Linked DNA regions of Mus musculus: region 1 is linked to region 2. A link is a contact called in public Hi-C data. All regions are on one chromosome and are shown on one strand. The core of a region is the stretch at or near the end of the contact, and the rest is flanking DNA. Distances in the headings are between cores, read along the strand shown.

Region 1 (6,290 bases), core at 2,804-5,303, 45 kb after region 2:
CAAAGCAAGTGTAAGTGAGCGGCTGATTACCAGAGTGGCTTAGCTGTGAGGAAGCTTCTGGCTGGGGCACACCATCTTCTATGGCTTTCTTAGAGTTCTTAGCCTTCTCAGCTCTTTTGGCACGCTAGAGAAAACAAAAGCAGCCCAAGAAATCAATTTTCGTTCAAGCTTTATTACCATCAAGAGCCTTACTTCCCATTAATTGTGATGGTGCGCACCTATAATCCTAGCATCCTGAAGGCCAAAGCAGGATTGTGGGTTTATTTATTTTTATTATGTTTTATTTATTGTGTATGTGTGTATACACATGAATACCTCTATGCCTTAGCACTTTTTAGTAGATATCAGAAGACAACTTTCCTTACACCATGTTATTCCTGAGCATTGAGGTCACTTTGTCTCTAGGCTGCAGGTGACTTTACCCTCTGAGCCACCTTGTATTTTTGTTTTGTTTTTTTTTAAGATTAATTTATTATTATACATAAGTACTCTGTAGCTGTCTTCAGACACACCAGAAGAGGGTGTCAGATCTCATTACGGATGGTTGTGAGCCACCATGTGGTTGCTGAGATTTGAACTGAGGACCTTAGGAAGAGCAGTCAGTGCTCTTACCGGCTGAGCTATCTCACCAGCCCCTGAGCCATCTTGTTGACTGCAGGTTTATGCGTTTAAGTCAAAATGGACTACATAGTGAGGCCCTGTTTCAAACCAAAACCAGACCAACAAAACCTTTTACACAGCTTGTGCAACACCTTAATTTGACCAACTATGATTCACTCACCTGAAGTCGAGCAAGTGTCCTGCTGTATTCCTTTTTCAAAAATGCTAGCTTTTCCTTCAACTGGAAGAAAAACAAGAACAATTCTGAGCAGTGGAAAGGTGAGAACAGAGAGAATGGATACAGTGCCCAGCAGGCCCGAGAGTGCATATGGTGCTCTGTAGCATCCCTCAGCAGGATCAGTGCCGGGAAGGCCAGTTTTCCCACTCAAACCTTTCCTCGGTTCCTACAAAGCATCAGCCTCTCAGGACCTTTCCACGATGGGTTCCTGTCACTTGGAGCAGCTCCTGTGGATTCCTCAAGCCTCAGTTTGCAGGATTACTTCCCTAGGATGGACTTCTAGGTTCTTGCTCAAACCCAGTTTAGGTACTCTTCCGTTCCTCAGTGCTATTCTCAAAGTTTACTGCACCACACACTATGCTGTCCATTTTCTCCTGTATCTTCCCATCACTTTGAGAAGCAGGGAGGGGGCTATTACCATAGTCAATCAACCAATAAATGCTCTTTATCTAATACTGGCCCAGGAAGTTGCAGTCGTAACCAACACCTCCCAGTAACACACACAGTGTCAGTTATCCCTGATGCTTGAGGGACAAGGTGGTTAAGGCAATTTACTTGGAGTGAGGAATGTAGATAACATCAAGAGCACAGATAAGATTTGACATAGTAATCAGTACCTAGACTAATCTAAGTGATATAAGTAATTAGCTTCCTGTAGGGAGTGTAGTCACGGAGGCATTTCTGAGGGCTACCACTTGCACCTAGATCTAAAGGAAGGAACTAGTCTTGTGGAAATAGCGTATGTGTAATTATTCTAGGCACCACAGTAGGAAAGCTCCATGGTGGACCGGTGCATACATCTAAAGAATACACAGAAGAAAGCCAGTGAGAGGTAGGGGTTGTTGCTGCTGAGTTCCTGTCCAGCCACACAGCAGGCCTTTCTACAAAGCTTTTGCAAATAAGTTAATTTAGGCTATGCCAAATTACTAGTTCCTGAAAGTTTAGATTCTCTTTGTCTCCTTAGCATCTGTGGTTGAAATGTTCCCTTAGCAGAAGTGCCCCCCTTGTCTTTCCACCATTTAGGACCCCTATATTCATCCTTTAGACATAGTAAGTCCAAGACTAGCTTGCGATACGAGATCCTTTTTTTCTTTTCTTTTTTTTTTTTTTGGTTTTTTGAGACAAGGTTTCTCTGTAGCCCTGGCTGTTCTGGAACTCACTTTGTAGACCAGGCTGGCCCCGAACTCAGAAATCCGCCTGCCTCTGCCTCCCGAGTTCTGGGATTAAAGGCGCGTGCCACCATGCCTGGCTAAGAGATCCTTTCTTAAGAACAACTCCACAAACCAAAAGCATCAAAAAAGCTACAATGAAAGTTACTAAAAGGTCCTTCTTTTCTGCTGGGTGCAGGCTGACTGCTGTTGAAATGGGCAAGTTCATGAAACCCAGGAAAGTGGTGCTAGTCCTAGCTGGACAATACTCTGGATGCAAAACCGTATCATGAAGAACACTGATTGATGATGGCACCTCAGACCGCCCTTACAGCCATGCCCTAGTGGCTAGAATTGACTGCTATCCCCCAAAAGAGACAGCTGCCACAGGCTAGAAGAAAATTGCCAAGCAATCCAAGATAAAGTCCTCTGTGAAAGTTTATAACTATAACCACCTCATGCCCACAAGGGAGTCTGGATATCCCCTTGGGCAAAACTGTTGTCAACAAGGATGCATTCAGAGACCCAGCTTTGAAACACAAGGCCAGGCAGGAAGCCAATGTCAAGTGTGAGGAGTGATACAAGACAGGGAAGTGCAAGTGGGTTTTCCAGAGGCTTCACTTTTAGGTATGTTTTTGTTTTGGTCATTAAAAATTAAGAAAAAAAGTTACTAACAACTTAAACTTTTCTTAAGCACTTTCCCCACCTCATTCCCCAGCACTTTTGTGGGACTCCAGCACTTCTGTGCTAAAGTCACTTTAGTCCCCATCCATTCTCAGACACATAATAATAAAAATGGCAGATACTTTCATAATGTGCTTCAGTTAGTCCTAGGGAATTTTGTGACTTTAATGTCCAATGACTCAATTAGCACTCACAATAACCCTAACAAATAGATTCTATTATATAATCATCCTCCTTTGAGATATGCAAACTGAACAGAGAATAAGCAGTTCCTCCAGGATGCTGCCATTTATAACTGCTCCATTTAACACCCCCCCCACACACACAGAGGTTTCATATCATATATATTTTGATTCATAATAGCAGCAAACTGCAGTTATTAAGTAGCAACCAAATTATGGTCATGGGCCACCACAACATGAGTAATTCTGATCTTAACCTGTTATCTTGTCCTCAATCTTATCAGTAAGTAGGAGTTATCTTGTTTATTTGTAAATGATCTTTACCACCCTTAGAAGGTAAGACAGGATAGGAAGACAAATTAATGTGAATTCTAATTTTGCACAGAAAGCACAAGAACATGGAAGTAATATTTAAGTCTTGCAGGAGAATAATATTCTGAGCCTGAAAGAAATGAGAGCTCCTTCTAACTACTACACTAAATTTGTATGCACACACACAACACCTGTTCATTATATGTAATATTTATATTATTTTCTTCCCCTCATCTTGTTCCAACGTGGGTCTTAAACATGGAGAACACCAGCTGCAGAACCAACCAGAGTACACGTTATAACCATCCCCTTCTCCAATGTAAACCTATTTTGGAGGTCAAGCCCTAACAGACAAACACGAAAATGTATATATATAAGGCTGTTGACGTGACGTGAAAGATTTATGTGACGGGGCCGGAGTGGAGTGGGAGAGAAGAGGGCCTCTAGGTTTACCTATATGTAGTTTTACACCTAATATTTATGCAGTGCCACTAGAAGATGGGTTTGGCTCGTCTGCATTTTAAGCTTCGCCACCCGAGCAGCGCGCTCGTCTCAGTGACTTCTCGTGGAGGCTGTAGGTAGGAGGACACTGCCTCGGATACAGGAACTAGGTTTGAAAACCCAGCCTAAAGCCCTGGGTCACCCTTCCCGCAACCCGGGCACCTTTTCCTTCTCCGCATAGCTGAGGGGCTTCCCGGAAAGCTCTTCCATCGGGTTGGAAGCCGAACGCAAGGAGCAGCCGTCTCCAGCCTCGGGCCTGTGGTCACGGGGACCCAGCCAGGGCTTCCTAGGGCCAAGAGGAACCCCTGGGAAGAACGGGGACCTAGTTCACCCCCACTATGTTCCTGCCGAGCCACACAGGTTCCGCGCGCTAGCCGCTCTGGCCAATTAAAACCTCTGTTCGCTCTGCGCACGCGCAGCTGGAGACTGCCGAGCGATCGAGCAGGCTTGACTAGAGGAGAGTCGAATGAGAGTCCAGGGCGGGGATAGCGGAAGTGGCCGATCAACCGGAAGTAGCTGGAATCACCGTCTGCCTGAGCTACTGACAGGATCCTGAGGTTCAGAGAGGGGGAAGCCATGGAGTTGGGCGAACTGCTGTACAACAAGTCGGAGTACATCGAGACGGTGCGCGTGTGGCGACCCTGCCGCCGCTGGCAGTCACGGGACCCTCGAGGACTGGACGGTCGCCCCTCCCGTCCCGGCTGCACTGGTTCCCGTTCCCTCAGTCCCTTCCTTGGATGACTTAGAGATGCTTCGTGTTTCATCTGATTGTTATTTAGTCGGTGCATGCATGCATTAGGCTCTCTTCTCCTTCATCTCGTGTGTGTGGGTGTGCTGTGTAGCGGGGGAGGAAAGTGTGGATGTGGGAGAGTTTCTATGCATATATATCTATGTGTGTGCATATACACACGCCTGAGTTTCCTGTTAAATAATGTCTTCCAGAGGAATACACAGTACAGCCTATTCATTCTGTATATAAATTACATTTTCAGACTCCGGGCCCTTTTTAAAAATAATATTTCACAGTCTGCTTACGTGCTAAGACGTTATTGTTTCTATTCGTCAACTCATAATACAACATATGTAAACTGCCCCCGTTAGGGTTACTATCATTATTTTTTCTGTGTGTCTGTGATCATGGAAAAGTAATTTTCCTCACTGAAGGCTATGAAACCGTAATATGGAAGTGGGGTCTGAATGCACATCAGTCATTAGACCGCTCATTAGATACCGATCCTGAATTCATTTCTTGAGCTCTCAGTTCCTGATCTACCCTTGCTCTTTTGATAGATTGGATTCAGTTCCTGAGTGCTCTTATCACGGAGCCGTGCCCACAGCCTTCCCCCCCCCCCCCCAGTGCATTCCTTCTCCAGTTTGTTTTTGTTTGTTTGTTTGGTGATGGAGTCTCACTTCATAGTTTAGTCTAACCCCAAATTCACAGTCACCCCACCCAGAGCTGGGACAGTAGGGGTGCAGTATACATTCAGGCCTCATTCATTTTTAGACTGCCCTTCATTTGAAGTAATTTTCTCCTCAATGTGAGCTTTCATGATGGAAACTGTAGTCCAGAAATCCTCTGTTTTTTCACTCCAGATTTCTGTTTGCTTTTAGGCATCTGGGAACAAAGTTAGTCGCCAGTCTGTTTTGTGTGGAAGCCAGAACATCGTCCTCAATGGCAAGGTAAAGGGCACAGGCAGCTTCAGGAGGTTACCCTTATGCCTTCAGCTAGTCACTGTATCAGCAGGGTATATGGGATAGTGCTGTCTCCAATTTGTCATTTCCAGTTCTCTCTCTTTGTTTTTGTTTTTTTAAACATTTATTTATTTTATGTATATATGAACACATTGTCACTGTCTTCAGACACACCAGAAGAGGGCATTAGATCCCATTACAGATGGTTTTGAGCCACCATGTGGTTGCTGGGAATTGAACTCAGACCTCTGAAAGAGCAGCCAGTGCTCTTAACCGCTGAGCCATCTCTCTAACCCCTCTTTCTTTGTTTTCATTTTTTTCTCCAAATTAGATTTATTGAATGCACAAAGACGATCAGGGAGGAGAAGCCAAAAAAATTAGAGAGCGGCCCATTAGATGGGGAATAAAGAAGCTTTAAGGAAGAGGGTGGGGAGGGCAGTAACACGTGAAATATAACAGGAGAGAGCACAGGAGACACAGGGCAGCTAGACAGAGGGAGAAGAGAGGGGAGGAATTTCTTCTAAACAGAACGTGAACACTTCTGTCATTTTCTTCAGTATTTTATTTAAATAGGATTTACATTGCATTAAATATTATGAGTAAGAACATGGTGGTGGTGGAGGGAAGGGCCAGAAATCTTTTATGTCTGAACAGAATGCAGTGGCAGATTGTTCTCTGTGCTGTATTGTGCCTAGGACTACTAGACACAAAACTCATGAAGAGGCAGTATCTTAAGTACTTTAAAACAGAATTCAGGGACATGGACTTAACTGGTATTTTTTACACGTGTTTTGCTTTATAGACCATTATAATGAATGACTGTATCATCCGAGGAGACCTGGCAAATGTAAGAGTTGGACGTCACTGTGTCGTGAAAAGCCGTAGTGTCATAAGGCCACCGTTCAAAAAATTCAGCAAAGGGTATGTGACTTA
Region 2 (6,430 bases), core at 3,108-5,607:
ATTTGGTTGGCCAGCGCCATTTTTTATTTTCAGGCCCCATTAGTTTGCTTTTTCTCCCACTTTTCCTTGTTTGCCTCATTTTTCTACTAAACTTTTTTTTTTTTAAGATTTATTTATTTATTTATTTATTAATTATATGTAAGTACACTGTAGCTGTCTTCAGATACTCCAGAAGAGGGCATCAGATCCCATTATAGATGGTCGTGAGCCACCATGTGGTTGCTGGAATTTGAACTTGGGACCTCCGGAAGAGCAGTCGGCGCTCTTAACCACTGAGCCATCTCGCCAGCCCCCTCTACTAAACTTTTAAACTTCCCACTTTTTATGCCTTGTACCCTACCTTTGTTGTCGTAGTATGTGTGTGGGTCACATTTGCCAAGGCACCCATATGAGGAGGCCAGAGGACAAGGTTGTGGCCTTGGTCTCCTCTTTCCACATTGACCCAGATTCCAACTCAGGTTACGAGGTGTGTGCAGGAGGATGCTTTACCTGCATATCAGTGATACTTGGTTTGTAGAGTTTTTCCTATTAATGTTCTTATCCTACTTTTTTTTTTTTTTTTTTTTTTTTTTTGGTAAAGATTTATTATATATAAGTACACTGTTGCTGTCTTTAGACACATCAGAAGAGGGCGTCAGATCTCATTACAGATGGTTGTGAGCCACCATGTGGTTGCTGGGATTTGGACTTAGGACCTCTGGAAAAGCAGTCTCTTCTCTCTAGCCCGTCCTATTTTTTTTTTAAGACAGGGTCTCACTGTTAAGCTCCAACTGACCTAGAACTTAAATGTGGACCAGGCTGGTCTTGAACTCACTATAAAGCTGAAGGTAGGGCTGGTGAGATGGCTCAGTGGGTAAGAGCATCTGACTGCTCTTCCGAAGGTTCAGAGTTCAAATCCCAGCAACCACATGGTGGCTCACAACCATCTGTAATGAGATCTGACTCCCTCTTCTGGAGTGTGTGAAGACAGCTACAGTGTATTTACATAAAATAATAAAATAAATCTTTAAAAAAAAAAAAAAAAAAAAAGCTGAAGGTAGCCTTGTCCCTTATTTCTACTTCTACCTCTACTTTCAAAGTGCGAAGATTATAGATGTGTGCCACCATGCCCTGTTTTGCTTGGTTCTGAGTTATTCTATCTCATGTCATGGGTTTCTATGGCTGGGATGCTCTGGTCCTGTGTAGGTTAGCAGAGGACTCCTCTCCTACCTGCTCAGGGTTAGGTTCTCCTAGTGATCGTTATGGCTGTGTCCTCATATTCAAGTCAAAGATGTAGATTCCGCTGGTCATTACTGAGGACTATTGTAGTTCTTGATGGACTTGTGCTCTTTGGTTAATAATGGAAACCCGAGTGGCAGACCCACCTCAGTGCAAATACCCCACTCAGGTTGTCAGGTGACTGACCCTGTAATGCCTAGCTCTACTGTGTTCTCTGGAGTTGGAACCTGTCCTCTAGCAACTGCACAGGAGGGTGTGTTTGTTCCCAGAGTTCTGTTAAAAGCACCAGTTGATGCACTGTTCTGTTTCTCACACCCTTCTTAGACCTTGTCACTGTGAATGAGTGTCATTCATTGTGAGCCTGGGAATGTTGAGCAGTTACTCTGTATAGAGATAACAGCACTTTGACTGGTCATTTCACAGGGTTTTGACCTCTGGTTGTGATGGATAAATGGCTGCTTGGACACACCTTTTCTAGGGCTCTGGCCTTTAAGGGAAGCATGGAGGCCAGAGAGGGGCCTCTGGGGCTGTCTGTAGGATTTACTCTAAAAACTGTATTCAGGTTCTGTCATGTCAGCACTCCATTGATCTGTCACATCTTCATGGTACCCTCATTTCAGCCCAAAGGACTCAGGCCCAGAGAACAATCACATGCCAGTCAGTAACCGGCTTACTCAGCACCCAGATTTCCTGACGCTGAAATCTGCACCCATTTTCCTGACTCTTGGGGACTTAAGGAGAATGGTTCTTGCTGATTTTGCTTGATTGTCCTCTTCCTGATTTCATTGATGCATGTTAGGAATTGCTTATATAAACTTTGACCTTGGCATTTATTCATTGAATTTATTGTTAATAAAAAGTCTGAAATTTACTCATTTGGCTTTATAATCATTTTAAAACTCGAAAGTCATATGTACTATACCTGATAAAGAAATCTCAAGTGATAGCTGAGTGTCTCTAGTCTACTCATCCCCATTCTGAAGGAACAGAAGTCATGTTAGTTTTCAGCATGTAAGGCGCCATCCCAGGAACACAGGGTCAGCCTTACTCACTTGGTAAAGTGAGGAGGCACCACACAGCCTTGATTGAGCCCTGGCTCCAGTGTGGCATTGTTATGCCTTTGCTCATTTTCTTTGTGTTGCCTCCTTGGGTATCTCACAAATCCCTCAAATCATGATGTCTCAAATGGAAATTATGACACCCCTTAAAATCTGACCTTTTTATTCCTGGTTTCAGATGCAGCACAGCTCTGTGAATAGCTGAGATCAAGTTAGTTACTCAGAGAAGCCTCTATCCACTACTGGTGTTTGTTTGTTTTTTGGTTTTTTGAGACAGGGTTTCTCCGTGTAGCCCTGGAGCTCACTGTGTAGACCAGGCTGGCCTTGAATTCAGAAATCTGCCTGCCTCAGTCCCCCGAGTGCTAGGATTAAAGGGATGCCCCACCACTGCCCAGCTCCATCCATTACTTTATCCTAATCGCCAAACCTTTTTTTCCTTTCTTTTGTAACCATCAACCAGGTTCATCCTCTTTAGCCCACCCTGGTGTCTACATGGCTCTGTCCTCTAGAAAATCTCACACCGCCAACAAGCTTTTTAGACTGTAAGGTCCTTTGGTCCACTGAACCATAACCACCTCTTCAACTGCAGGTGACCTTCTAGGCTGTGCACTCCTGAAACCAGAGGCTGATCTCCCACTTGTTTTTATTCTATATTTTATTTCTGAGACAGGGTCTCATGGCCCTAGTTCACTTTGAACTTGTCAGGTAGTTGAGGTGTGTGCCACATAGGACAGCCACTTGCATTTGCAGTCACTCCTGCTCCAACTGTGTCCTGCCTTTCCTATGTGGCTTCTATAGAGTTTACAAAAGCCTTCCAGGCACCTGTTCCCCAGCCTTGGCTGGAGTATGTCAGTTTTCATATCCTTTACAATACTTCCATTCCTGAATTACTAACAACATATTTTAAAACGTACATGTTAACCATCTATCTCTGATGTGTCTTGGTAGTGACCATTACTAATTCACACTTTGGTACCTTTCTTTTTTTTCCTTCCTCATTTTGGCATGTTTTATAAAAGTAGGAGCATGCTACTTATTTCTACTTCATTGTTTTGAGACAAGCTGCACTGTAGCCTCCAGGCTAGCCTTGAACTAAATGCGTAGCCAAGGGTAATCTTGAACTTCCAATCCTTTCACCTCAATCTCCTAACACTGGGGTTATAGGCATGCATTTTATTTTTGCTTAAAATAGCAGCTTTTCTTATTCTGCATATTTGTTTCTGTTCAACCAACCCCACTCAGAGTTTGATGATCTTGGGACTCAAGGTGCTTGAGATTATATATAGTGATGCACACTTTGGCGCTCTGGCAGACATCCAATTACAAGTCCTTAGTATCGTCCTTTTCAAATGTGTATTGAAGCTTCCTCTCACCTTTTGACAGATTTGACAGTTGAAAGAATGGTACTGTGAATTCAGAGACTCACCCTAACTAGTCATCAGTTAGTGGTTTTGGTTTGGTTTTTTTCCCCCAGGGTGATTTCAAAGTCAACTGTTGACGTACTTCACTCCTAACTATATCTAGGCAGCTTAGTTATTCTAACTGCTGTACCTAAGAAATTTCACTTTGTCTTTCACATACGGGCAGCTTAGTCACCCCAAATGTCTACTTCCTAGAGCTTTCCAGCTCCATGGTTACGAGGTACCGTCTCTCTGGTCTTTGATTTCCAACAGTCATGCTGCCTTTCCCGGAACAGCAGTGTGGGTTTCACTTCTGTACTCTCTCACTGTCATCTTGCTTACAGGACTGTAGCAAGAACACCTGGTGGGTGACGTTCAGAACAGCTTTAGCTCGCATTACTGTAGGTACTGTCACAGAAACTCGAAAGGTTCCCCTGGCCCTCCTGCGGGGCGCGGTTAGGACTGTGTGAAGGATATATATATAGTGAGGAGACTATGAAGAAGCTGAGTTAGAGGGACTGGGAGACAAGGGCTGGAGACAGAGCTATTTCCAGGTCTTTTCAGTGCTGGGCATAGAACCTAGGGCCTCATGCATTCTGAGCAAATGTTCAATCACAGAGCTCTATCTCCAGCCACAAGGGCTCATGAGAGTCACCCAGGGCACAAAAAAAGAGGAAATTACCCAAACAAGCTTGCCAGCTAGATTAGCTGAAACAGCAAGCAGTGAACTCTGCCTCAGTATGTAAAGTGGAGAACAATGCAAGCAGGCACTTAGCATCAACCCCTGTCTTTGACACGTGAACATGCACACAGAACTTACACATCAACTCTATGTATTCTGTTCTCTGATTTGTAGTGTGGACTGCTCTATGTGGTCAGTTTGCTGCCTATCAGAGCTCAAAATCCTTATTGAAACCATCCCTGTGAATTCTTAGAGCAGAGAGGTGTTTAGCATTTCAGCAAAAAAGACCCTAAATGTGTAAGCCAGTGAGCTGGAGACGCATCCAGAGTGATGTGACTAGGCCAGATGTGTGGGAGAGGAGAGACAAGGTCAAGGCCTGATGGCAGGCACTACTTAGTGATCTTCAGCAGAAACGATCCACATGCATTTTTGCGCCAATTCTTCAGCTACCCTGGGATTTAAAGTAGCCATTTACAACTTTGGGGAATATTCCCAAAATAACCTGGAGTAAGTTCCAGTCAGCAGCCACATCCATCCTGTGTTTTTCACTCTTGGTTGTCAGTGTGTAGTAAATACTCCAGCTCTTCATGGAATAAAGACATCTGTAAAGACAGACTCCTTAGTGCTCTGTGATGGCTGCTTTACATGATCTTTTCCTAAATGTTTACCCAGTCTCACTAAGATGGCAGCCCAAATATGAGCTGAACAAAGATGACACCAAAGGACAGGGCAAAGTGAAGAGAAAAAACTCCTGAGGCCTTAACCCTACATGCAGAACTGTAGGCACTTGAGGAAAGCTGGGAGCAGCAGGTGTCTTCTCCAGAAAAGAGCATTCCAAGTGACTGACTGTTCAGTGCCAGACTGCCAGCCCTAAAAGAGTACATACAAGTCATACTGTATGGACTGAACAAGTTATACTTAGGAATGTATGTGTATATAGAGATACACATATAACAACCAAGAAGTGGCCATGATTTTGAAGGAGTGGGGAGAGGTATATGGGAAGGTTTGAAGGAAGGGAAAAGGAGTATATTGTAATCTCAAACTAATTTAAAAGGAGGGTGGTAGCTGGGCAGTGGTGGCGCATGCCTTTAATCCCAGCACTTGGGAGGCAGAGGCAGGCAGATTTCTGAGTTCCAGGCCAGCCTGGTCTACACAGAGTTCGAGGACAGCCAGGGCTACACAGAGAAAGAAACCCTGTCTTGAAAAACAAAGCAAAACAAACAAAAAGAAATGTGTCTTTCTTCGGGCTGGTAAGATGGTTCAGTGTGTAAGAGCACTGACTGCTCTTCCAAAGGTCCTGAGTTCAAATCCCAGCAACCACATGGTGGCTCACAACCACCCATAATGAGATCAGACACCCTCTTCTGGTGCGTCTGAAGACAGCTACATTGTACTTATTTATAATAATAAATATAAAAAAAGGGGAGGATGGTAGCTGAGGGTGTAGCACAGTAGTACAGTACTTGTCTAACATGTACAAAACCCTGGAACCCAACCCTAACACTATAGGGGAGAACCCCCAAAACTAACAATAAATGAAAGGACTATGTATGGCTAACATATCTAAAATAACTCCTGGGAGTCAGAGACTGGGCACTTGAGAAAGAAATGGGCATTGAGAGTAGGCCCCAATGCAGAGTTGGTTCCTGCCTTTGTCCTACTGCATCCCTCTGAAGCTTCCCTGCTGGGGGAGGACCACTCGCCTCAGTCCCTCACCTGATGATACCACCTTCTGAAAGCTTTTGCTTCCTTTCCCTTCTCCAAACTACAGGAAAGAGCAATTATGGCATGACTCTCAAATTGAATCTCAAGGTGTGAGCTATGTGTATGTTACCTACATCAAGAGGCAAACTGCTGAGAATACAAGGGTAGCAACGTGGAGGCATCTACCCACTGTCCCAGCACTCAGAGGACTGAGGTGGGATTATGGCTCGAGGCTTTGTCTTGGCTACACAGCAGATCTCAAATAGGAGATGAACCAGAACTGACGCGGGGTATATGTCTAAGAAGCAGTGCTTAAAGCCAAGCTGACCCTCAGGAGAGCTGCCCTCCCCCCAAAGTTCAGTCCT

The links. A called contact is a pair of places that touch in the nucleus more often than the background predicts.
Region 1: a contact with region 2 is called in a Hi-C map of Th1 cells, with 1.9 times the contacts expected there. The contact joins the promoter of Palb2 here to the enhancer-like site in region 2. A contact is called at or near these places in 1 of 39 promoter capture datasets (macrophages), 24 of 484 Hi-C or Micro-C datasets (CD4 T cells, CD8 T cells, CD8 central memory T cells and 12 more), 8 of 115 datasets of contacts at active chromatin or transcription factors (the 230-238 cell line, the SCID.adh cell line, effector CD8 T cells and 2 more) and 4 of 9 other capture datasets (adipose tissue, embryonic stem cells, liver and 1 more).

The regions. Positions count from the first base shown.
Region 1 is chr7:122,128,893-122,135,182 of GRCm38.p6, forward strand. It overlaps Palb2 (partner and localizer of BRCA2), which reads right to left and starts at 4,054. Exons shown (of 13, transcript NM_001081238.2): 1 at 3,828-4,054; 2 at 782-841; 3 at 31-124. The coding sequence starts at 3,875. It overlaps Dctn5 (dynactin 5), which reads left to right and starts at 4,149. Exons shown (of 6, transcript NM_021608.3): 1 at 4,149-4,289; 2 at 5,277-5,345; 3 at 6,160-6,278. The coding sequence starts at 4,242.
Region 2 is chr7:122,083,379-122,089,808 of GRCm38.p6, forward strand. It overlaps a transcript of Ndufab1 not described here. Among named protein-coding and RNA genes, the nearest start is that of Ndufab1, 15 kb to the right of the region's middle. Within about 2 kb of position 4,358, at least 41 of the 459 cell types and tissues checked have an H3K27ac peak or open chromatin away from gene starts, as enhancers often do. A contact at or near this core is called in the 230-238 cell line, CD8 T cells, Th1 cells and 3 more, where this site is marked.